Linked DNA regions of Zea mays: region 1 is linked to region 2. Evidence: chromatin contacts called from public Hi-C data. All regions are on one chromosome and are shown on one strand. The core of a region is the stretch at or near the end of the contact, and the rest is flanking DNA. Distances in the headings are between cores, read along the strand shown.

The links. A called contact is a pair of places that touch in the nucleus more often than the background predicts.
Region 1: a contact with region 2 is called in a Hi-C map of endosperm, with 2.2 times the contacts expected there. The contact joins the promoter of LOC100284564 here to the promoter of LOC103631117 in region 2. A contact is called at or near these places in 3 of 25 Hi-C or Micro-C datasets (ear, endosperm and leaf).

The regions. Positions count from the first base shown.
Region 1 is chr6:79,003,474-79,006,770 of Zm-B73-REFERENCE-NAM-5.0, reverse strand. LOC100284564 (acid phosphatase 1) reads right to left here and starts at 1,809. Exons shown (of 3, transcript NM_001157459.2): 1 at 1,265-1,809; 2 at 794-1,003; 3 at 320-726. The coding sequence starts at 1,776. The coding sequence ends at 549. It overlaps LOC100191806, which reads left to right. Exons shown (of 8, transcript NM_001360685.1): 8 at 1-196.
Region 2 is chr6:78,824,909-78,828,349 of Zm-B73-REFERENCE-NAM-5.0, reverse strand. LOC103631117 (probable CCR4-associated factor 1 homolog 11) reads right to left here and starts at 1,749. Exons shown (of 1, transcript XM_008652113.1): 1 at 829-1,749. The coding sequence starts at 1,749. The coding sequence ends at 829. LOC103629460 reads left to right here. Exons shown (of 1, transcript XM_008650577.4): 1 at 1-126.

The sequences.
Region 1 (3,297 bases), core at 560-3,059, 180 kb before region 2:
AACTATGTCAGACCAGAGTAATTTACGAATTGTTGTTATCGCACCTTAATAAATTCATGTTTAGCTGGGTGATTGGCGTTTTGAGTTAATGGTTACTGGTAAGCGTGCTACTGCTGTAGTTAAGCCTGTGGCAAGTATTCAAATTTTCAGTAATGAATCCCCCGTAGCAGCCAGCACCATTCTATCTGCTACAACAGATCGCGCTGTCTTGCTCTACTTAAGGTGATTCCATTCTATCGATCGCTTGCTGATGCTCGTCAGCTAGAACGTAGTTTGATTTTCAACCTATTCTATAAAAAAATTCTAAGAATATACGCGCTGCAGTAATTAAGTTTGACAGTTGCATCGAGGAACATTGATCCCCGGACCCGTTTTCACTCTTACATAGTTGAAGTAACTGCACATGCAGTCGAGTAATGTACACCAAGTTAGTGAAAGAAGCATTTGTACAGTTTTAAATTCCATTGCGAAATGATTTCTGTTTTCGACCGGGCCTGTGCATCCAATAAACGCAGCACCTTTCACCCGGCCTTGTTTCCCAGTTTCTGTCACGGGATATAATACATTGGGTTAGGGAGCTTGAAAGAGCGGGCACCCATGGAAGACCCCAGCAGGTCGCTCCATTGGTCGCCAGAGTTGCCTAGGATCCTGTAACCCTCTTGTTCCATCTCCTTCCTCTTTTCTGATTTGTAGACTGTCGCTGTTTTCTTGCGGTCACCTGCTGCCCTGTAATGTTGGGAAAGTCACATCTCCAGCATGATAGTGAGATGTTGTAATGTGCTTTGGGATGTACCTGAGTACGAGCTTTTCCCAGTCATGGAACCCCTGTTTGTTGAGGTTGTCCACCGTGACGCCTCGGTGCCCCTCGCTTCTGCCCGTGAGCAGGAAGGTCTTGAACCCCAGCTCGCGAACCTCATTGTACAGCTTCAAGCTCGAGGGGATGGCGGCCGCCTCGCCCCTCTCCACCCACTCGTCAAACTTGTGGTGGTCGAACAACTCAGCCCTGCGGATTTATAAATGAAAATCAAGCATGCCATGTGAGACCACTCTGGAATTCCCATCATCCCATGCAGACGCTGATACCTACCTACCTACCACTAATCCGTTGCGTAATTTCCCCCCGCCATTTTTTCTCGAACGACGTACCGAAACACGGAATTGAATGCGTAATGTGGTCGATACCAAACAAAGGAATTTCTGCCGTCTTTGCCGACGCGCACGTGGGATGCAATGCGATGCGAGAGCGTGAGCGGGGAGAGCTCACCCGTAGCCGTGCTCGGCGTAGTACGGGAGGTTGGAGAGCAGGGTCTCGTCGACGTCGAAGACCCAGGCGTCGCGCCCGTCGGCGCCGAGCGGCGCGGCGGCGCGCGCGTAGGCGGCGGACTCCCGCGCCACGAGGTCGAGGTCGGAGCGGTAGGCGACGCCGGTGACGTAGTCCCGCACGTGCGGCGCGCACTCCGGCGGCACCGCCCTCCACGGCGCGAGGTTGTTGGCCTCCGCCGCCAGCCGCCAGCTGGCGCAGCGCACGTCCGGCGGCACGGCGTCGGCGCCGGGCTCGTCCTCGTCCTCGGCCCGCGACGACGGGAGCTCGATGACGAGGGGCCGCGGCAGGAGGTGCTGCTGCTGCGCGTCCGCGCCCGCGTCCGGCGCCGCCGCCTCGGACGCGCCCTGCGCGAGGCCCGCCTCTGCCTCGGAAGCTCCGTCTGCGAGGGGCGTGGCGAGCAGGAGGAAGAGGAGGAGCGTGGCGAGTAGGCGGGCGATGCCGCCGCGCGCCATGTCCCGGCTTGCTGTGACCGCGCGGGGCCGGGGCCGGATCGTTGTGGGGCCCCCCGGCGTCGGGGAGCAGGCAGGCAGAGGCAGGCGCGGGGGTGGGAAGGCGTGCGGCGGGGGGCGACGCGGGCGGTAAATAGGAGGGGGAAGTGCGAGGCAGGGGAATGCGTGTGGCTCCGGCGACTTCGGGAAGGGAGAGAGCAATGGCCGGTGGAGACGGGTTAAATAGGGAGGAGGAGGAGGAGGAGGAGCAGAGCGGGGAGGCAGGGACGGAGGCTTCTCTTCTCTTTTCGTCGTGATTGGGCTGCGGATCGGAGAAGAAGAGAGAGAAGAGCAGAGACGGGGTCGGTTTCGAATCTGAGGGTGGAGGATTCTTCGGCCCGGGGCAACAGTGGGGGGTTGGGTGGTGACGTGACGGCTATGGATTGGTTGTGTGCGCAGGTCAGGCCTTGGACCTTGGTCGGCGCAGCCGCGCAGGCGATCGATTCCGCGTGACCGTGTCCCCGGCAATATGGCTATGTACTCAAGCGAAAATCCGTCCGCAACAAATATGAAGGAGCACGACCAATCTGGCTATGTACTCAAGCGAAACCATACAGACCTAACCTAAACTAAACCTACATTTAAATTCGTGTTGGCACCTTTTTTTTTTGACCAAACATTAACGATCCTAGACCTAATTCGTAGTGAGTTTGGATCTTGGAGATGATCCCTAGGTTTTGTCCACAGAGGGTCAAGACCTAAGATGGTTATTCTGAAGGTGGGACACCACCTCTATGATAACTACCACCTATTTGAGACAAAACAGCAACGGACCCTAGTGTCTTCTCGTGATAAGCAATACCTTGGGTTCGACTCTGCGAGGTGGACGACGTGGTGTTCCGCGACGGGTCGCCGGGTTGCTTGGCGGTTCTCGCTGCGGGGGCGCGGACTGTGCGCGGCTCTAGGCCGGGCGGTCCGCGACCTGGCAGCGGAAGCGGCCTCTTCCCTGCGTGCTGTCCGGACGGTCTGCGCTTTGGGCCGGACGGTCCGCGATGGCGCATGGTCGTCTTCTTCTCCTTGTAGGACCTAGATCCCACCCCGGGAGAGAGACCTTAGGGTGCTTCGGGTCAGCAGGTCACTCGGGGCGTCTCCAGACGACGTAAAGTCGCCTAGAAATTAAGAGATCAATTCGAGAAAGTGATCTTGATTGAAATAGACGAAGTAGATCTTGCCCCTCATGAGGGGTAAGATTCTAGGGTCGCCCTGGGGTCAGCAGGCCACCCTAGGCCGGATCTAGATGACGTAGAGTCGAATTGGGATGAAAGTGGATATGCAAAATGCTACAACTAAAGCTACGTTACATCTACTCCTAGGCAGGAAAAGTAAATAAAGTAGATAAGTTTGATTGGAATATGTTCGGGGGTTTTCAATCGGTCGTACCCCTTTTTATTTATAGGGGAGGAGGTCTGGACCTCTTTATAGGCGATAGCCAACAACTCCCACGTGATTAGATGGATAACCACACACGAGATAAGGATAATCACC
Region 2 (3,441 bases), core at 500-2,999:
CAAACCATGCCAGTTTTGGTTCCAATTCCGATCAAAACGAACACCTTCAATAAATTACACCTAATTCCAAACCGGGCCAATTTGTTCCACCCAGAATAAGGCCAGAAATGGGTCGATCCGGCCGAAACGAACGGAGTCTTATGTTATACTTTCTATCTAGAAACGAAAACGGAATCTGGAACTCCAGTCAGAAAAAACAGGAACAACTGTATCTAAAGTCAAGAATAAAACAAATCGCTCGAGAACAAATTAATAAGGGTTAGTTTGACAATCTTATTTTTCTAAAAGATTTCTATTTTTCTTTATTTTTTATTGAAAAAATAGAAATTTCTTATAAAAGGTGTTGCCAAAGCCAAACTAGCCCTAACTCTTACGACTTACGAATGGATAATCCCAATCGAGAATATCTTACATATATATCCATTTTGAACATTCCACTCAAGATGCGATTAATACTAGCTACCATATACGATATCACATAATATTTGTTAAAATACAAATATTACCATAGCATGGCGACTCAAAAAAATCCCAAGTAGTTATTCAAACAATCAAACCTTAACAAACTCACAAAAAAACACGGTTACCATGGATATGGTCAGAGAACACCTTTAACGTACGGTTTACGTTTCCTTCCATATAATATATCCGTTTAAACGGTGTTTCTAGATTTGCTGCATTTTTTTCTGATTTCCGTTTTTCCATGCGGATGCGGTAAACAATAACTTTCTAAATTCATTAAACAGCATCAGTCGGTACGAGATTGTCTCATCCTGTTTTTGGTAATTTATACAAAATTAGTAGGAAGGTCGCAGTAATAATAGAAAACTAGGCTAGATCTACGATAGTTCCGGCGTGCGCGAGCACATTGACGTTGGTGAAGAAGCGATTCATCATTGCCAGGAGTACGTCGGTGGTGAGCAGGCTGTCGGAGCCGGCGCAGTGCGCGCGGCCGGCGGCGCGCTCGACGCCGAGCGCGGCGGACACCTGCTCCAGCCCCCCGCGCATGGCGCAGCACCTGGCGAGGTGTTTGACGTCGAGCACATTGCAGCCGAACAGCCGACGTACCAGGGCGAGGAACCCGTCCAGCGTTGCCGGCAGCGGCTGGCCGCCGGTGAGCACCTTGGCTAGGTAGGCGAAGTCGTAGGCGCCCGAGAACGCGGTCCAGGTGAGCTGGCCGCAGGCGAGGCCGCTGCGGTGGAACCCGACTGCGAAGTCGTAGGGGTCGACGCCGAACTTGTTCAGCGCGGCGAAGTCCATCCCCTGCGCGCGGAGCATGGCAATGGAGGCCGGCGCGTACGGGTGGCGCGCGGGGTCGAAGCCGCGGAGGTTGAACTGCCACGCGACGGGGAAGCGGCCGGCGGGGCCCGACAGCGCGATCCCGACCTGGAGCAGCTTGAGGTCGTCCACGTTCCTCTTGACCAGCGCGTAGCTCTCGCGCGGGCCGCGGAGGTGCCGCGGCGTGTCCGAGCCGTGCACCGCGCCGGGGAACTCCGTGTCCACGCATACGCAGGGGTAGTGCGGCAGCACCGCCGAGAGGTTTGCGAGCTCCGCGTCCAAGTTGCCGGCCCACACGTCGCGCACCTCGGCGCGGACCTCCTTCTTGGCGGCGGCCTCCATCATGGAGCCCCCCGGCGTGAACGCCATGGGCGCCGGCTGTCGCGGGTACTGCTGCTGGAGGACGACGTGGACGAAGCTGTACAGCGGAGGCGAGGCGGCTGCTGACGGCTCGCCGTCGTGGGTGCGCATCGGCCGTGGCTCAGAATCGTCGATGGCCGCGTCTTCTTGGCTAGTACTACTACTACTAGCGACTAGCGAGTTTCCGTTTTGACCTGGGACGTGGCCGTGCCCTGGTTTTATAGGGGCCCGTGCCAACCTCGGAGGCAAATTAGATTGTGGCTTGTAATTTGGCTTGGGCTCGGTTTGAGGTGCGCGTGCATGGTCCGTGGCGTGTAAAAAATCCCGGCTATGGATCGAGCTGCTTGGTTGCTTGGGAAAATGTTTGTAAATCGAAGCAGGCAGGGGGTTTGGGCATCAAGGACCTACACATCCAGAACACATGTCTGTTGGTCAAGCTCATTCACAGATTGCACTCTTCAGCCTTGTCGTCTTGGGCAGCCTGGGTGCGCTCGAATGTTAAACTAGCAACAATGGAGGGCGAGATCAGGGGGTGCCATTGGGATACTCTGAGAGCGTTGCTGCCCATCTATCAAGCGATCAGTTCGTCTCAGGTTGGGGATGGCTGCAGCACTGATTTTTGGCATGACGCTTGGTCTGGGCCTGACGACCTGTCTACAGCCTTCCCAGCCCTGTACTCACACTGCATCAGGCAAAAAGTCTGCGTGAGAGAGGTGGTGTTGCAGGGTTTGCACCTAGTCCCGCGCCTCACGCCACAAGCCCGGGAGGAACTAGAAGCTGTGCTAACAATAGTAAACAACACAAGCCTCGCCGATCGACCAGATACCAGACATTGCTTCCTTGCGGATCACACTGGTAATTTTCAGACCTCTACTCTCTACAACCTGCTTAAAGGGTCCTTGGGGCATGGGGATGTTAGCACCACTTTCATCTGGGGTAACAAAGCCCCGCCGCGGGCACAATTCTTCAGTTGGCTGCTTATGCAAGGAAAAATTCAGTGCAAATGGAACCTGAAGAAAAAAGGGATTGTGGATGATGACTGTTGTGAAATATGTAACCAAGACAGTGAAACTCCTTCGCACATCATCTTCCACTGCCCGTTTGCACGCCAATTTTGGAGCTCCATCGGATTCTTGGTCGCTGATGATCTGGGCACCCAGGACCTGCCAAACATCAGTCGCCCTGATCGCCTTCCGGGTGCAGAATTCAACTCCTTTGTCCTCCTCTGCTGCTGGCAACTGTGGAAACGCAGAAATGGTGTCGTCTTCCGTCAGGATCATGCCACTCTTGCGGCCACTTTGCATTCATGCGCTTCTGAAGCAATAGCTTGGGCGTACAGGCACAACAGAAAAGAGGCACAAGTATTAGGTGCTTGGTTGTTGGTGTTTTCTAATCCTATTATGTAATCTCATCATTGCTTCGCCCCCCCTTAACTATGCTAGCTACAATGTTGCTAGCTTGCTGTAAACTCTAGCCGCTTTGGGCAAAAAGACCTGAATGAAAATCAGGTGGGGATCCTCTCCCCCCCGGTGACAGTCTAAAAAAAATAAAATAAAAAAAAAATCCCGGCTAGCCACGCGCAGACCACACGTAAGCTGAGATGCTAATATATTTTCTAATTAAAAAATTTAATCATTAAATCGATTTTATATTTGTGTTCATGAGATTTTTGAATCTCATGCATATATATGTATTTAAAAAAAATACGACCACACATTTATCTACCTAGCCAACCAAACAACGTCTGCACGAGCCTGCATTAATTCGTACGCACAACCAAATACATATGTCTTGCATGAGCAG